Linked DNA regions of Capra hircus: region 2 is linked to region 1. The links are chromatin contacts, called in public Hi-C maps. All regions are on one chromosome and are shown on one strand. The core of a region is the stretch at or near the end of the contact, and the rest is flanking DNA. Distances in the headings are between cores, read along the strand shown.

Region 1 (4,293 bases), core at 1,455-3,954:
TGAAAGCTATTTATTTATTAAAATTTTTTTTTTGGCTGCACTTGGTCTTTGTTGCAGTATGTGGGCTCTTTGTTGCTACTCACAGGTCTTCTCTAGTTGCGGTGCAGGGGCTTCTCGTTGCCGCAGCTTCTCCTGTTGCGGAGCACGCCTCTAGGGTACCCGGGCTCAGTAGTTGTGGCACACGGGCTTAGTTGCTCCGCAGCATGTGGGATCTTCCCAGATTAGGGATCCAACTCGGGTTCCCTGCATTGGTCTGCAGATTCTTAATAACTGGGCCATCAGGGAAGTCTTCCCAGAATGAGTTCTGGTTGGATGGTCTAAGGTCACGTGCCCTATGTGTGAGCCAATCCATGTGGCCTGCGGCCTGGAACATGCAGATTGACAGGCCTGGGCTATATGCCTGTCCCTGCAGCAGGGGTTTGGCTTTACCTAGGGCTTGAGAATGGAGAATGGGGTGCTAGTGGCTTCCTAAGGGAAATAAGAGCAAATGCTTTTGCAGAGTAGAGCAGACCATGGTGTCTGAATCCTCTGGGGTCTGCCACATTTTATAATATGCCTCCTGCAGCTCTGATTTGCTTTGGCTCCAAATGACTTGCACCTGTGGCTGTCTTTTGACTCCCTTTAGGCCCCCATGTACTTGGTATTTTATGTCCCTCGGTGCAGCTCCTAAGCAGTGGATGCAGGTACAACTCTGGGTACAATTAAGCTTTCAGAGTCCCGCTTTGGGATCAGGCTGAAATGCTGTTGTTGTTCAGACTCTAAGTCGTGTCTGACTCTTCCCGACCCCATGGACTGCAGCACAGCAGTCTTCCCTGTCCTTCACTGTCTCTCGCAGTTTGCTCAAACTCATGTGCATTGAGTCGGTGATGCCATCCAACCATCTCATTCTCTGTTGCCCCCTTCTCCTCCTGCCCTCAATCTTTCCCAACACGAAGGTCTTTTCCAGTGAATCAGCTCTTCGCATGAGGTGGCCAAAATATTGGAGCTTCAGCTTCAGCAACAGTCCTTCCACTGAATATTCAGGGTTGATTTCCTTTAGGATGGACTGGTTTGATCTCCTTGCTCCAGCACCATGATTCGAAAGCATCAATTATTGGGTGCTCAGCCTTCTTTATGGTCCAACTCTCCCATCTGTATGTGACTCCTGGAAAAACCATAGCTTTGACTAGATGGATTTTTGTTGACAAAGTGAAATAACTCAGGCTGAAGTAACTCTCCAGGAATGTGGTCATCATCCACTTGCTTGACTTCCTTCCTCCCTCGTTCTGTGTACCCTATTGCTTAGGAGGCCTGCTGCCACGAACCAAATGCCTGTGAAGCCTCATCCTGGGTTGGCTTCGGAGTACCTGACACAAGTGTGTGTGCGATGGGAGGATTGGCCCCTCGATCTTGTACTTCCACACATCCCACTTCCTCCTAATTCAGTGCACTTCCTCCTAATACAGTGTCGTATTCCCCGGGAAGGCCCTGTGTCTGCCTCCCTTCTGACACACTCCTGGTCCCTGCAGATGGCTTCACCCCTCTAATGCTGGCCTCCTTCTGCGGGGGAGCCCTGGAGCCAATCCCAACCGAAGAGGACGAGGCAGAAGACACATCAGCCAGCATCATCTCAGACCTGATCTGCCAGGGGGCACAGCTTGGGGCTCGGACTGACCGCACTGGTGAGACGGCCCTGCACCTGGCTGCCCGCTATGCCCGGGCTGACGCCGCCAAGCGGCTGCTGGATGCTGGGGCAGACACCAATGCCCAGGACCACTCTGGCCGCACCCCCCTGCACACGGCTGTCACTGCCGATGCCCAGGGCGTCTTCCAGGTGAGATCGGCTTGCTTCTTGGGACTTCAGAGCTGGGACACACATCAGACAGACTTGGATTTGAGCCCTGGTTCTGCCTGTCAGAGCTCATCTTTCTCATTTGTGAAATGGGGATATATGAGTGTAGAGTTACTGTCAAGTAGCTGCTCCCTGAACTCACTGGTTCCATGGGAGGCATTGGTTGGGGTCCTCAGAAGGCTTGGGGGTGCTTCTTGCTCCCTTGTTCTTGCCATGACTCCCCCGGCTGCATCCCCGTCTCCCCTAGATTCTTATCCGGAACCGCTCTACAGACCTGGATGCTCGCATGGCAGACGGCTCCACGGCACTGATCCTGGCAGCCCGCCTGGCGGTGGAGGGCATGGTGGAAGAGCTCATTGCCAGTCATGCTGATGTCAATGCTGTGGATGAGCTCGGTAGGCTTTGGGGGTAGTGGTGGGTGGGGGCTGAGACAGTGTCACCTGCACCCTGACTTGGTGTGAGCTCACACCCACACTGAGACCCAGTCAGTGAAACCCATGCACTCATAACAGGGGTTCAACATGGCCTTACACTCTCATACATTTATTATTATTTTTTTAATGGTGCCCATTAGCCTATATTGTGCTACAGTGATTTAGAAAAAGGTGCCTTTCCCCATGGGGGTTCCCAGGGGGCTCAGTGGCAAAGAATTTGCCTGACAATGCAGGAGACACAGGAGACATGCGTTCGATCCCAGGGTCAAGAAGATCCCCTGGAGTAGGAAATGGCAACCCACTACAGTATTCTTGCCTGGAAAATTCCATGGACAGAGGAGCTTTTGGGCTAGAGTCCGTGGTTTCACAGAGTCTGACACGACTAAAGGACTGAGCAGGCAAGCAAGCCATTCTCCAAGACACTTTGTTTCCATCTGCTTTGTTGGAAGAGCGTACACTGGTGCCACCTGCTGGACTACTGGTATAAAATTTGCAAATCAGCCGATCTGTAGGTGGGGATCACTTCTTGCTTGGAGGTGGCTTGCTTGCCCAACAGCAACCTACCTTGTGTCTAGAGAACCTCACATAGCCACAGATACACTCGGACTCTCAGAAACATCTTTGGAGGCAGATGTTCTCAATCTCAGCAGCCCTGACATTTGGGGGTTGGATCATCCTTTGCAGTGGGGGCCACCCTGTGCAGTGTAGCATTCTTGGTCTTGACCCACTAGATGCCAGTGGTACCCCACCTCCCAGATATGACAATCAAAAATATCTCCAGACATTGCCAAATGCCCCTTAGAGGAAAATCACCCCTGGTTGAGAAATATGGTTCTAGAAGGGTACTGGCCAATAGAACTGTCTGTGATGATGAAGTACTCTTGGTCTGTGCTGTCTAATATGGTAGCTACTGGCAACGCATGGTGATTACTGAGTGCTGAAATGTGGCTGGGGTGAACAAAGAACTGAGTCTTTTATTTCATTGAATATTTTAACCTTTGTTTTGCCTTTTTTTAAAAAAAATAGCTGAATTGACATATAATTCACATACCATGCAATTCATTCAAGGGTAAAATCCAGTGATTTTTTTTTGTATAACCACCTGTGTGTGTGCTAGGTTGGTCTCCGTCATGTCCAACCCTTTGTGACTGCATGCGCTGTAGCCTGCCAGGCTCCTCTGTCCTTGGAATTCTCCAGGCAAGAATACTGAAGTGGGTTACCATGCTCTCCTCCAGGGGACCTTCCCAACCCGGGGACTGAACCCACATCCCTTATGTCTCCTGCACTGGCAGCTGGGTTCTTTACCACTAGCGCTGTCTGCGAAGCCCCCTAATATAACCAAAGGGTTGTGCAAATATCATCACAATAAATTTTATTTTGTTTTTTTGTTACAATAAATTTTAGAATGTGTTCATCACCTGAAAAAGAAGCCTTTGCCTCTTAGCCATTCACCCCTCCACACCCCCCATTTTCCGTGGCCCTTAGACAATTGCTAATGCACTTTCTCTCTGTAAGGATTTGTGTATTCTACTTTATATAAATGGAACCACACAATATGCGGTCTTTCTTGGTTGGCTCCTTTCACTTAGCCTGATGTTTTCTAGGTTCATGAGCCTGCAAGTGGCAGGTATATACATGGTAGCATGTACCAGTATTACTTTTTGTTTGTTTTGTGGCCTTACTGTGAGGTTTGCGGGGTCCCAATTCTCTGACAGGGATTGATCCCAGCCATAGCAGTGAAAGCCCGGAATCCTAACCACTAGGTCACCAGGGAACTCCCTCTTTTTTTAAGAAAATAATTTATTTTTGGCTGTTCTGGGTCTTCGGTGCTGGCTTTCTGTAGTTGTGCTAAGTGGGGGCTACTCTCTCGTTGCGGTGCTTGGGCTGCTCTCTGCTGTGGCTTCTCTTGCTCCCGGGCCCCAGGGCTCACAGCCTTCAGTGGCTGCAGCTCCCGGGCTCTAGAGCACAGGCTCAGTAGCTGTGGTGCCCAGGCTCAGTTGCTCCACCGTATGTAGGGTCCTCCCACAC
Region 2 (4,687 bases), core at 2,038-4,537, 330 kb before region 1:
GATTTATACCTCATTATTAATTTGGAGACACCAGGGCTTGGTCCTTGAGCCCCTCCTTCGTGTCCTCACAAGCTCGCCAGTGTGTAGAGGTGCAGACACAGGCACACACACACACCAAGGGATCCCTCCTGGCCCCGAGGCTTTCTAAACATCTAAACACTGAGCCTCCCCAGATGTACGTCACCAGCCCTGGACTCGTCCAAATTAAGAACCCATCTGCCCAACTGGCCAGGTTGACTTCTCCAACTACTCCAGCCCAAACAAACATGTTGATCTCAAACCACCTCCCACTTCCCCGCTCTCCCCACCCCCCCAGAAAAAAGCACGCCATTTGGGATTCTCTGTCTCAGTTGGTAGCATTTCCATCTTTCCAGGTGCTCAGACCCAAACCTGGTTTTCCCTTATAGCTCAGTTGGTAAAGAATCCACCTGCAATGCAGGAATACACCTTCAATGCAGGAGACCCGGGTTCGATTCCTGGGTCTGGAAGGTCCCCTGGAGAAGGAAATGGCAACCCACTCCAGTATTCTTGCCTGGAAAATTCCATGGACAGAGGAGCCTGGCGAGCTACAGTGCATGGGGTTGCAAACAGTCAGACACAACTTGGCAACTAAACCACCACAGACCCAAACCTGGTGTTGGCCCATTCTCCCAAACCTCACATGCCATTTATCTGCAGACCTGCCAGTATGACCATCATGAAACAGTCATTTCTCATCATAATCCAACCGCCGCTAGTCGCCTCTACAGCCCCCATCTTGGGCAGAGCCACCATCATCTCACCACCCCACCACCCCCCACAACCAATCTGATTTCCCTCATCCCATCCTCGCCACAGTCTCTATTCAACATAGTAACCCACGACTGTCAGATAACATTTTTTTAATATTTGTTTATTTATTTGGCTGTTCCGGGTCTTAGTTGCAGCACGTGGAATCTTCAGACTTCTGTTTTGTGCCATGCGGAATCGCTAGTTGCCACCTGTGAACTCTTAGTTGTGGTACGTGCTATCTAGTTCCCTGACCAGGGATCAAACCCATGTCCCTGCATTAGGAGCATGGAGTAGTCTTAGCCACTAGACCACCAGGGAAGTCCCTGTAAGACAAATCTTGTCCCTCTTTTGCTCAGAACCCTCCATGGCTCCCGATTTGTGTCACAGTGAAATTGATAATCCATCCAGTGACCTCCAAGGCCGTGTGAATTTACTTATTTATTTGCTTGTTTATCATCTGTCATCTGTTTCCCCCACTACCACCAGCACCAGAATGTCAGTGATGCAAGGACTCAAACACTCCCTGGCTCACAGCAGATGCTCAGAAAAATATGTGATGAATTAACGTGATCATTGCAGTCACTATCATCGTCCCATCTCTACAGGAGGCGGTGCAGTAGGAAAGAATCTGCCTGCCAGAGCAGGAGGCACAAGGCACTTGGGTTCAGTCCCTGGGTCTGGAAGCTCCCCTGGAGTAGGAAATGGCAACCTGCTCCAGTACTCTTGCCTGGAGAATTCCATGGACAGAGGAGTCTGGCAGGCTACAGTCCACGGGGTTCCAAAGAGTCAGACACAACTGAAGCGACTTAGAACACACACACACACACACACACACCCTCTGCATGAAACCTGTACTGTGACACAACCCACCCTTCCTCCATTCCAGCCCCACTCCCCAGATCCAGCCACCCTAGTCCCTTTGTGAATTCCATGAGCACACCACACTCTCTCACCCCAGGACATTTGCAGATGCTGTTCCTGCTTCCTGGAAAGCACTTCGCTCCCTCCTCAACACTCAACTTCTACTCCAGGTTCAGCATCAGAGTAGCTCTCCTTGAGCCACCCTCCATCCCCTGCTATGCTTGCCCAGAACCAAAGCCTCTCTTTTGCAGCACTTCTCACAGGTTGCAAATACATTTACCCATGGAATTATTTGTCCAACACATGTCCCCCATCCTCCTGAGGGCAGGAATTTGCCTGCTGTCGTGCTCCCAGCCCAGTGCCATTGGACACTTACTAAGCAATATGTTGAAATAAGGGGCTTCCCAGGTGGCACTAATGGTAAAGAACCCATCTGCCAATGCAGGGGACAAAAGGGATTTGACCCCTGGTTTGGGAAGATCCCCTTGGAGGAGGTCATGGCAATCCACTCATTATTCTTGTCCAGAGAATCCCATGGACAGAGGAGCCTGGCGGGCTACAGTCCATAGCGTCGCAAAGAGTCGGACACCACTGAAGAGACTTAGCACACACGCACATGTTGAAATAAACAAATGCACAAACTGTCCCAAAAAGCCCAAGTTTATGTCAGAGGACAAACGTCTTCCCAGCCTCCTAGCCCACAACTTCCCGGCTGTCCAGGACCCCTCATTTCCTTGCTGGAATCCAGGTGTGAGGATCTGATCTGGCTAGGGAGTGGGTGATGGGAGCTGTCTGCACCTTTGCTTATATTCTACAAAATTCAGGACACTCGCCTAAGGGGTTTTGAGCAAGGGAAGAAGGAAGAGGCTTGAGAGGGAGAGTCTGGGCATACAAGTCAACAACAAACATCCTGGGCTTGAGAGGGAGAGTCTGGGTTTACAGCAAACATCCTGGGCTTGAGAGGGAGAGTCTGGGCTTACAAGTCAACAACAAACATCCTGGGCCCTGGAATGCAGCCTCGGGAGTTCATCCATGTGAGCTGGGGGCCTCAAGAAAGTGATGGTCAGGGTTCTGATCTCAGGTTCCAGTTTCCACGTCTTCAATTTAAAAGCGGCCGAGATCTGAGGTAGACTGGGCTCGTAGCCTAGAGGCCTGAGGTATCTAACCTTGGTCCTCAGAAGGTTCAGTTGGTGGGGCCTGAACATCGGAATCCGAGAGATGCTGGGGCGGGGCCTGAGCCCGAGGGAACGTGGCCAATCCTGGTCCCTCAAACAAGAGGGCGGAAACTGGCACTCAGGGGGGGCGGGATCTCGACCTCGAGGGGCGGGATCAGACCCTCCAGAGGCGGAGCCTTGCCTTGAGTGGGTGTGACCTGCACCATCAGGCTGCTTAACGGTCCTCCAGGAGCAGAGCCTTCCGGGGGGCGTGGTCTATGCCCTCCTGCTCTTGGGGGCGGGGCCTGGGCCCTCGGGGGCGGGACCTAGGCCTCTCTGGGCGGGGCTTGGGCCCCCGGGATCCGCAGGGGCGCGCCGACCTTCAGGGGCGCGCCGACCTTCAGGCCCGCGGAGGCAGCGGCTCCACCTTGAGCCAGATGCCATTCTCCGTGCGCAGAATGAGCTCGGGCTTCCTCCGCACCTTGCGCGTTCGGTCCACGCTCAGGCGGAAGCGCAGTAGCGTCAGCGCCACAGCCACGCGCATCTCAGCCATGGCGAAGCTCTGTCCGATGCAGTTCCTGGTGGACGGAGGACAGGGGGCTCAGGCTCAGCCGCTGTGTGAGCGGGGTCCCTGGGATGGGGTGAAATGACCTCCCCCTTGGAGCCTCAGGGTTTCCTGGGTAGCTCAGACGGTAAAGAATCTGCCTGCAATGCGAGAGACCTGTGTTCGATCCCTGGGTTAGGAAGTTCCCGTGGAGGAGGGCATAGCAACCTACTCCAGTATTCTTGCCTGGAGAATCCCATGAACAGAGGAGCCTGGCGCGCTACAGTGCATGGGGTCGCAGAGAGTTGGACATGACTGAACGACTAACACACACTGGGAGCCTCAACTCCCGGACAAAGGCATCATAGAGCCATTAAGAGCTCATGAGCCCAGAACCCAGGGCTTGGCACAGAGTAGATATCTGATACCCTGGATGACATCGTAGGGTCTGATTTGGGGGCTTCCTGATGTATTGAGGGCACGAAAAGGGTACCAGGTTGGTGGACAGGACACCCCCAGTGGTTTCTGCTCCTAACAGGCACATCCCTGACCTTCCACGGGCCTTGATGTTCCTCCTACACTTCACTTGGATTGGGGGAAATAAAAGTTACCTTGGTCCTGCAGAAAAGGGCACGTAAGCCAATGGGGAGCGCTGCTGTGGGTTGTCTGGATCAAAGCGATAGGGGTTGTACACCTAGGCAGAAGTAGATTGGGGGTGAGTTCTGGCTGTCCCAGTGTGGTTCCCTCCCTCAGCCCCTGGGGGCCAGACCAGCTGGACTAAGAGGTCCAGCCACACCTGCCTCCTTTCCATTTCCACCACAGGACCTTTGCACTGGCAGCTTCCTCCACATGGGACACAGGTTTCCCTGCTCCTCACACTTTAAAGTGTGAACATTTTCAGTTTTAGCTCACCCATCTCTTCTTTAGTAAGGACTTTCCTCACTGTGTGAGCTAAACTGCTGTCCCCCAACACAGGTCAGTTTTTGTTTCCTTTGTGTATGTATCACAGTTCAAAATGATCTTATTTATTTGCTTATTTTCCTCCTCCTCACTTCACTGTCTGCTCTGTGAGAGCAAAGACAGAGTGCCCCAGAGGGCCCTCAGTGTCCCATACACAGTAGATGCTCAATAAAGATATGTTGGGGTTTCCCTGGTAGTCTTGGACTCCAAAATTACTGCAGATGGTGACTGCAGCCTTGAGGTTAAAAGGTGCTTGCTCCTTGGAAGAAAAGCTATGACCAACCTAGGCTATTAAAAAGCAGAGATATTACTTCACCAACAAAGGTCCATCTAGTCAAAGATATGGTTTTTCCAGTAGTCATGTATGGATATGAGACTTGGACCATAAAGAAAGCTG

Evidence for each region. A called contact is a pair of places that touch in the nucleus more often than the background predicts.
Region 2: a contact with region 1 is called in a Hi-C map of blood, with 2.4 times the contacts expected there. The contact joins two enhancer-like sites. A contact is called at or near these places in 2 of 5 Hi-C or Micro-C datasets (both in blood).

Annotation. Positions count from the first base shown.
Region 1 is chr7:100,764,547-100,768,839 of ARS1.2, reverse strand. NOTCH3 (neurogenic locus notch homolog protein 3) reads left to right here. Exons shown (of 33, transcript XM_018051292.1): 30 at 1,509-1,813; 31 at 2,079-2,226. Among named protein-coding and RNA genes, the nearest start is that of NOTCH3, 31 kb to the left of the region's middle. Within about 2 kb of position 2,704, at least 2 of the 5 cell types and tissues checked have an H3K27ac peak or open chromatin away from gene starts, as enhancers often do.
Region 2 is chr7:101,095,046-101,099,732 of ARS1.2, reverse strand. LOC102187582 (cytochrome P450 4F22) reads right to left here. Exons shown (of 13, transcript XM_018051317.1): 12 at 3,942-4,024; 13 at 2,275-3,364. The coding sequence ends at 3,187. Among named protein-coding and RNA genes, the nearest start is that of PGLYRP2, 73 kb to the right of the region's middle. Within about 2 kb of position 3,287, at least 1 of the 5 cell types and tissues checked has an H3K27ac peak or open chromatin away from gene starts, as enhancers often do.